Regions from separate parts of the Zea mays genome. Here region 1 is linked to region 2. A link is a contact called in public Hi-C data. All regions are on one chromosome and are shown on one strand. Each heading gives the region's core, a stretch centred on a gene start, on an enhancer-like site or on the middle of the called end of the contact. The rest is flanking DNA. Distances are from core to core; before and after follow the strand shown. Region 1 holds the start of LOC100273623 (putative SPRY-domain family protein). Region 2 holds the start of LOC103653626 (phosphoinositide phosphatase SAC7).

Region 1 (4,043 bases), core at 546-3,045, 260 kb before region 2:
TAGATCTTGGAGTATTGTTGTGTAGACTCTTGAAGTAAAAACAACAACAAACCAAAGATAGACGCGGTTGGGGCGGCAATCTTCTTCCTCCGCTGATCTAGCCCACACGCTTCTCCTTCTCCCGTGTCCCGTTCTGGAACCAGAACCTGTAGTACTGGAGGTTGTAGTGTTCCGCGAGGAGACTGTGGGGACAGCGTACGAGAGGAGCACCCGCTTCCTCTCCTCCTCCCCCGCCATCTCAAGAGATCTGGAGGCCATAGAACCATGGGCGGAGGGGGTCAGACTCGAAGCGCACTTCTGCAGGAACCTGGGCAGCTTCTCTCGTAGAGTTGCTAGTGGCAGCCCGCTCCAGCTTCTACACCCCCTAGAAAGCAAAGCAAAGAAACAGCGGGGGAGATGGGGGTCAACCGGCCCTCACACCACTATCTCCTCTGCTGCCAGCTTCCCCATGACGTTCCCGTCCTCGTCACTGCCCCCTTCGTCCGACTGGAGCTAGATGCCACAGGGCGCCCCCGCGCCAGCGCAGGCAGCGACGTACACGCGAGGGAGCGGGAGGTCGTCATGCGCGCGCAGTAGCGGTTGAACCCTCTGAGGAACTGGACCCACACGACACTCCCCTCCATTGCGGCGCCTCCGTGGCCGAACGAAGAACTGGGAGGCGATTGCGGGGATCTGGGCAGACAAAAGAAGGCAGACGGTGGTGTGAGGGCATCCGGTAGAGCGTTAGTGGCGGAGTGGGAGAAGGCGGCACAGAGGAACGGGAGGGAGAGAGCGACGAGGCGAGGGTCTCCTGCTCCCGATGCTCGTGCGCCTTTGGGGACGGGTTGCCGGAGGAGGACACACCCATGGCCATCGAGTGGGAGGAGTACAAATTTGTTGTGGCAGAGGGAGCGAGGCGGATGCGGACAGGGATGACTACGCCGCGCAGCGCGGACGGGCGAGTGGGTGGTACAAGATCTTAGAGCATAGATCTAGAGATCTGAGTAAATGACTCACCGAGGCAGCGAGAACTCACATGAAGACGAAGAAGGCGGAGGGCGGTCGCTTGGGCTTGCCGCTCGTGGCGGCCTTCTTGCGCTTGCTGGCGACGCCACCAGCCCGGAGCCTGCAACAACAACCAAGAGCACCGTCAAACTATCACAAGAAAAAAGAGGAGGTGGTGTAGGCGCGGAGATCCAACCAGCCCCAAATTGTATCCTTCAACGCACCTGATAGTAGACGAGCGCACGCTCGAGCTGGAGGTCGGAGTCGCCGGCGTACTTTCCGGTGTGGTCGATGCCGTGCTCGTCGCATATCGGCCATCGTGGAGGTGGGATTCGTGGGGGGTAGGAGGCGGCGGGAGGAGCTAGGGTGCTCGCACGGTTGGACGACCGGGTGGGGCGGGGCGATGCGTGGGGGTGAGAGTGCGCGCATCGGACGGCTGAGAGACTCTAGAGCGTATTGGACGGTTGAGATCGTCGGAAGGCAGAACAAAGCAGAGGCAGCCTACCCCTTAGAGCCTTAATAGGTAGTATAGATTATGAGAAATTATTTAGATCGTGATACATTAACACCTCTCGTATACACATTCTTCTGAGAAGAACGCCTCAATTTACCAAATCAACCCCACGAAAACCTGCAAATCACACCCGTGTCTGTACGCCACCCAGTTGCTTCTCTGTGTACTCTCCAACTCATCACCGGCTCCATCCTTGTCCTACACTGACCTCGTCCCCATCCCGCAACCGCAAGCAACCACCGATCCAGCCCGTTCGGCCTTTCGGTAAGCTCGGCCCCCGTCCAATCCTGGTTCCCGCGATTTCCTTCGTGCTAGGGTTTAGTCGGGATCGGCGTTCGTTTTCCCTAATTTCGGTGAATTTTCCGCTTCTTTTTAATATACTGTTTCTTCCTTCTCGGCGGTGGATAGGCGAATGGTGACGAACCAGGACGCGGAGGCGGCATCGGCGGCAGCCCCGGGGCCAGGGGCGACGGTGGACCCGATGCGCCTAGCGTCGCGGTGGCGGTCCCAGACGGAGTGGGACCGCGCGGTGCCGGAGCTGGAGGCTGAGCCGGAGCCGTCCGAGCTCAACACCGTCAACAGTTCGGGACTCTTCTCCGTCGTCTCTACGGACAAGTTGTCCGTGAAATACCTCGGCAGCCATCACCACGGCCACGACGTCGGTGTCGTGCAGGCCGACCGCCCCGCTCCCACGCGCCGGGCCGTGTACTACTTCGAGATGGCCGTCAGGAACGCGGGATACAAGGGGCAGACATCCATAGGGTTCACGAGCGAGAGCTTCAAGATGAGGCGACAACCGGGGTGAGGACCCTTGTATTGCTGCCCTATTTTTTCTGATTATATATGATTTGCATTTTCTGTTTTGTCATTTATCATGAAAGCTTAGGATGTAATTTCCAATAATTGCATCACTTGTATAAATTTGTGCACAATTTGTTCCAGAAATCTTCAAATGTTAGTTATGTGATCATGATTGGCTATTTGTCGTTAAGGTCATAAGGTGTTTTTCATGCTATAGCTAAATTTCTAACTGTATTGAAGAGGTTGGTTCTCGCAGACTGCCAGACTATTTCTGATTTATGGAATTTCTGCTGGTTAACTAGATTTCTCCTCTTTACTTTACATTTGAGCTGACCTCATATTGCAAATGCTAGTGTTTATGTGGCTTACTTGATTTTCTCTCTCTCAAATTTATCCTTTGTGTCCTTTGTTCTTTCCAGTTGGGAGTCAAACAGTTGTGGATACCATGGTGACGACGGCCACCTTTACCGGGGTCTAGGGAAAGGCGAACCGTTTGGGCCAAAATTCACATCTGGTGACATAATTGGCGCTGGCATCAACTACTTGTCACAGGAGTTCTTCTTCACGTAAGTTTGGGAGTTCTTAGTAAACTGATAGTGTTTGCTTGTTTGACTGGCTATTATTAACCTTCTAGGGCATTTTTTTCTTGGCTGAACATAGGATGCGAATATATTTGTATGTCACTTTGCCATAAATCTTTCTAGCTTTGCAAATATTCTTATCAGTACATCCGTAGAATGTCAATTCTTGAATTTAGGAAAAGAACCAAGTCTTTGTATATGCACCTGGTACCACTCTTTGGCGCTTTGCTAGTTTCGACATGCCAATGCCATTCTTTATGTTCAGGTTGGAATGTGATGTATTATTAGTTTTGTTTCTTTCTCTTGAGGATTTCACCTTATGCCCTCTATATTAAAGAACGTATTGGCGTATTGCTGCACTGTAATCTAATTACATGTAGCATCTTGCAGGAAAAATGGAGCTCCGGTTGGAGCCATTCCAAAAGAAATTAAAGGCCCACTATATCCTACAATTGCAGTTCATAGTCAGGGTGAAGAGTAAGCTGCCACTTTCTTTAGTTGTTTAGGTGACATAATTGCTATTTGATTTGGTGTAAGTTGCGTTTCACCTGGTATTCCTACCGGAGTTGCAGATACATCTGTCAGGCTTGGATAGTAATACCTGTGCCAAAATGCAATTTACTCATTTGCCTTTTGCATTATATATGATGGTTTCCCCTTCTAACACAACATATAAAGTCACAAGTCATACACCTCAATAGTAACACATGTTAATTACTCCTTGTTTAAGTTTTAGACATAACTTTATCAATGATTCATTCTTGGATTTGTAGGTTCGCATATAAAAATATAGTGAATCAACTGTTGAATTGATGATTTATGTTGGAATGCAAAGTCCTACTTAAAGAAGTTCTGTCATATGTGGTGTTCAATATTTGCTGCACTATCTGTGATAGCTTTTTTATACCCCCCCTATTCTAAATTATAAGACACTAGATACATAGCTTTTGCTGTGCGCTTAGACACTATGTCTAGATACATAGTAAAATAATATATTTAGAAAAGCCAAAATGCCTTATAATTTGGAATGGAGTTATATATATATATATATATATATATATATATATATATATATATATATATATATATATATATATATATATATATATATATATATATATATATATATATATATATATATATATATATATATATATATATAT
Region 2 (3,913 bases), core at 815-3,314:
CAACACTAAAGGTGAAGTAGGGTAATAAACACCAGAAAGTGCAATAATAGAATCATATAATAACTGTAGAAAAGATACCACTTTCTCTACAATAGTCCAATGATTAGTAGCGAGTAAAGGAGGACTACCTTCTTCCATAGGATATTGGATTTGGATAAAGACCAAAAAAGTGCTTCTATGTGGAAGAATGTACTTAAGCATAAAAATGTTGAATTCCATCTAACATCAATATCAAGACCAAACTTTCTAGGTGTAAAAACCATACTGAGGAAATAACTCTTGTATGCACCAATTCTTTGGTTTGAAGAGTTTAAAAATTGATAGCTTTTCTAAAATCATCCAGATAAGGCTTTATGATTGTTAAACAAGACTTCACAATAAAGTTAATTATATGGCAACCACAACACTGATGTAAAAAAACTATAGAGAAATCATCAGGATCATTAGAATCATAAGCATTATCATCAGATGGTTCAGGAAAAACAAGGCCAAGGTAACCAGAAAACAATGGTTTCAGAAAAGACATATCAGTTATATTTGATGAAGCATTGTCTAGAGTTGTAGGAAATATTTTATTGGTCAAGCCATACTCATCAACCACTATTGCAATATGTTTCAACAATATTTCTACCAGTATGTGATTCATCAGGTAGCCTAAGACCAATCGATCTCTTTTCTAACTCCCAATTGGAATTCACAAAATGAGCAACAACAGATAGATACTCCTCTTTAGCCTTACCATTCCAGATGTCAGATGTAAGAGCAACAAATGAAACATAGGTTTTAAAAGTTTCAATTAGCTTAACCACATGCTCATTGTAAAGCTTGACAATGTCTCTAGTAGTGGTCTATCTAGAAGACTCGATAAATTTAGGATTATGGGCATTACTAATGTACTCCTGAAAACATCAGACTCTCCAAACCATAGAGGTAGGTCCTCTTTAGCTATTAGCTGACAGAGTTCAGTACGTGCTACAGAAGGAGAATACGCCCAATGTTTCAAGGAACCATCAGAATTATACTTGAGCATATATTGAACTATACTAGTGCACTATTATTCTTTCTTAGCAGAGCAATTATGACGAAGCAAGTGGCCAGTTCTAGAACTAGATTTACCACTTAATGTAACCTTGCAGTACTTGCAAACGACGTCATACCTTACCCTCTTACCATTGACGAGGTGGGTCAGTTCATCGAAGTCCTTCCACCCTTTAGATCTGGCAGGACACTTACTACAACTCGTGGTAGCGGTGCTTGTGCCGGTCGGTATCAGGCTCGTGGAGCCTATCACAGTCTGACCACCGGCAACAGCACCAAGGAGCTCATTATCGTTGTCGATGTCGATGGCAGCACTGCTGCCGAACAGGGCCCGAGCATCCTTTGCTTCGTTATGGTCTTCGAGCCGGTGCTCCTCATCCACAACGGCCGGTTGAAGGTCATCGTCAATGCCGTAGATGACTGGCTCCTCGTCGGCGACTATGATCTCTCGACGGCTACGTGACACCGGCACAATTGCACAAGAACATGTATGAGACCGATAACTACAAGATTCATCACATCCAAGAGATTAAAATCAAGATCTATGACAAAAGAAGGGGATGGGGATTAGGGTTTGGGATCTCACCTGCGTAGCCGGAGCACCTGAGTCGCTTGAGAGCACAACCGTGAGGAGGAACACCACATTCGTTGACTAGTTAGGCTAGGAGGAGCCAGGATGGGGATTAGGGGTCGGGATGTGAGGACATGGAAGAGGATGAGGAGAAGCAGAAGAGAATCGAGAGTATAGATGTCCAAACAAGTCGTCGCTGGGAGAGGGGAATTTCGCCGATCGCCAGGAGCAGGAGGGAGGGATTAGGATTATGGTTTCGAGTGCCAGAAATGAGTGAGTGTGGGGCCACGTGGGGGGCGTCGGTGTTATGCATGTGTAGGGCATCGGGGGAGTCGAGTTGGTGTTGTGCCTCCTGTTGTTCTGTGCCAAGCCAGATCGAGCACGACGTGCTAGCCTTGAGCCTAAACACGGCACGATCGCTGTGCCGGTCCAGCTTAAGAACGATGCACAATGGATCGTGTCGGAAAGTACCGAGCTAAAATAGTGCAGGGAAAAAATGGCTCATGGAGAAATTCCCTACTAATTCGGCCAACCTCTATACCAGTCAACCTTCCCGCAAAACAATCGGACTCCACGCGGGGGCCGCATGCAGAAAGACAAAACACAAGTGGGACAAGCTTTTATAACCCTGTATGTGGGCCCCTTCAAGATCTGCATCGCCGGCCTCGAGTGAAGAGTCGCCGTCCCGCTCCGGCGACAACACCGGCAAGACAGCCCAGCGATCCCCGACAACCAGCTAGCCGCTGCAGCAGTAGTGGCCTTCTTATCGTCGTGGTACGCCTCATTTCTCCGACGGTGGAATTGTCGCTTAACATTGGGGCGCGCTGGGGGTTGAGGGCGCCGTGGATCAGCCGCTCGTATGAGATTCGATTGGGCGGTGCGGACTCCACGTCGCTTAAATCCTACAGAAATTGCGTGCGAGCGTCCAATCGATCTCCCCGATCGACCGGACACCGTGGATATAGCCTCAAATTTCGTGTCTGCGATGCAAGCTCGGGATTCCTGATTTCTATATAAGGCCAATAATGCATGTTGTTGAGTTAATTGCTTGATTCTCACCTCATTCAGCCCTGATCTGTCGTATCCAACACCATATAGGATCGCAAAGACATTCTGATTCCTCATCACCCAAGATCTCGGTGCTAGCTATCACACTGTGGGCCAATGGCTAGCTCTGCTGCTCTAGTTATAGGATATTCTTACAGCCCGCCCGTCTTGCAAAACCGTGTTAGACCTCATTTTCCAGGCTCACATATAAGCCAATTGGTCGGCTGTGCTCCTGTTTGTGGCCGAGCTGGCGAGCTGTCTATTTCTTTTTTCCATGAAAGATGATTATGCAAGGCCTAGTGCTCCTCTGTGTTGCAAGGTTCCAGAAGGCTTGCTCTGATGGTTGCCACTGTGGGGGCATTTCTTCTGCTATTGTACACTCGAGAATTTTTAGTTTCAAAAAAGACAAGGCAACTTCTTATATGCTAAACACCACACCACAAGTATATAGTGGGTCCTAAGGCACTACTTGTTATCCATTTGTATCAAACATAATCTGAATATGCTATACAATGTGATAAATTATATGAAGATGGAAATGTTATAAAAAATAGGTACTGGGAGGAGACTATAGAGATATACAATTTTTTTTTGGCAATGAGAGAAATATTTGGAGCAAAGGAGAGAAGGAAGAAAACAAAAGGCAAGCTATTGAGCAACCATCATGCTCATGTCTTATCAAGATGTTGATAACTTCCTTTTGAACATCTTATCTTTTTTTTTCAGATTAGATGTCATGTGTCAAAAGTATTCAATTTAATTCTTTTCATATATTTACCTTCCAGTTCCAAGTATCTTGACATGAATGATATTTTCTGACATCAAATTGACCAGTACTCTAAATGAAAATCTAGCCATGTCATTGTGACACTAACTATCATCAGCTCCACCAATTATTTCAGGTTATACCGCCATGGATGAGACAACTGATGCAAGCACTTCGTTGAAACTCCATACAAGATTGAGACTCTGGGAGTTTCCTGACTGTTATATATTTGAACCAATTGATGGCCTGGCTGACTTGTACTTGTCAGTTAGCCGGGCCAGCGGAACAATGAATCTAGTTCAAGACTTGCCACCACGTGGACCCACTACAAAACATAAAGTTCAAACAGTATATGGTGTGATAGGAGTGCTCAAACTTGCAGTTGGATCATATTTTGTGGTGATCACGGATCGTGATTGTGTGGGATCCTACTTTGGACACGCAATTTTTAAAGTGACAGGACTAAAAGTTCTTCCCTGCAATAGTGCACA

The links. Hi-C and Micro-C count contacts between places; a contact is called where the count stands out from the background.
Region 1: a contact with region 2 is called in a Hi-C map of leaf, with 4 times the contacts expected there. The contact joins the promoter of LOC100273623 here to the promoter of LOC103653626 in region 2. A contact is called at or near these places in 4 of 25 Hi-C or Micro-C datasets (ear, leaf and tassel).

Annotation. Positions count from the first base shown.
Region 1 is chr4:121,452,796-121,456,838 of Zm-B73-REFERENCE-NAM-5.0, reverse strand. It overlaps LOC100273623 (putative SPRY-domain family protein), which reads left to right and starts at 1,795. Exons shown (of 10, transcript NM_001148039.1): 1 at 1,795-2,299; 2 at 2,719-2,865; 3 at 3,271-3,357. The coding sequence starts at 1,911.
Region 2 is chr4:121,196,208-121,200,120 of Zm-B73-REFERENCE-NAM-5.0, reverse strand. LOC103653626 (phosphoinositide phosphatase SAC7) reads left to right here and starts at 2,064. Exons shown (of 19, transcript XM_008680470.4): 1 at 2,064-2,383; 2 at 3,559-3,913. The coding sequence starts at 3,570.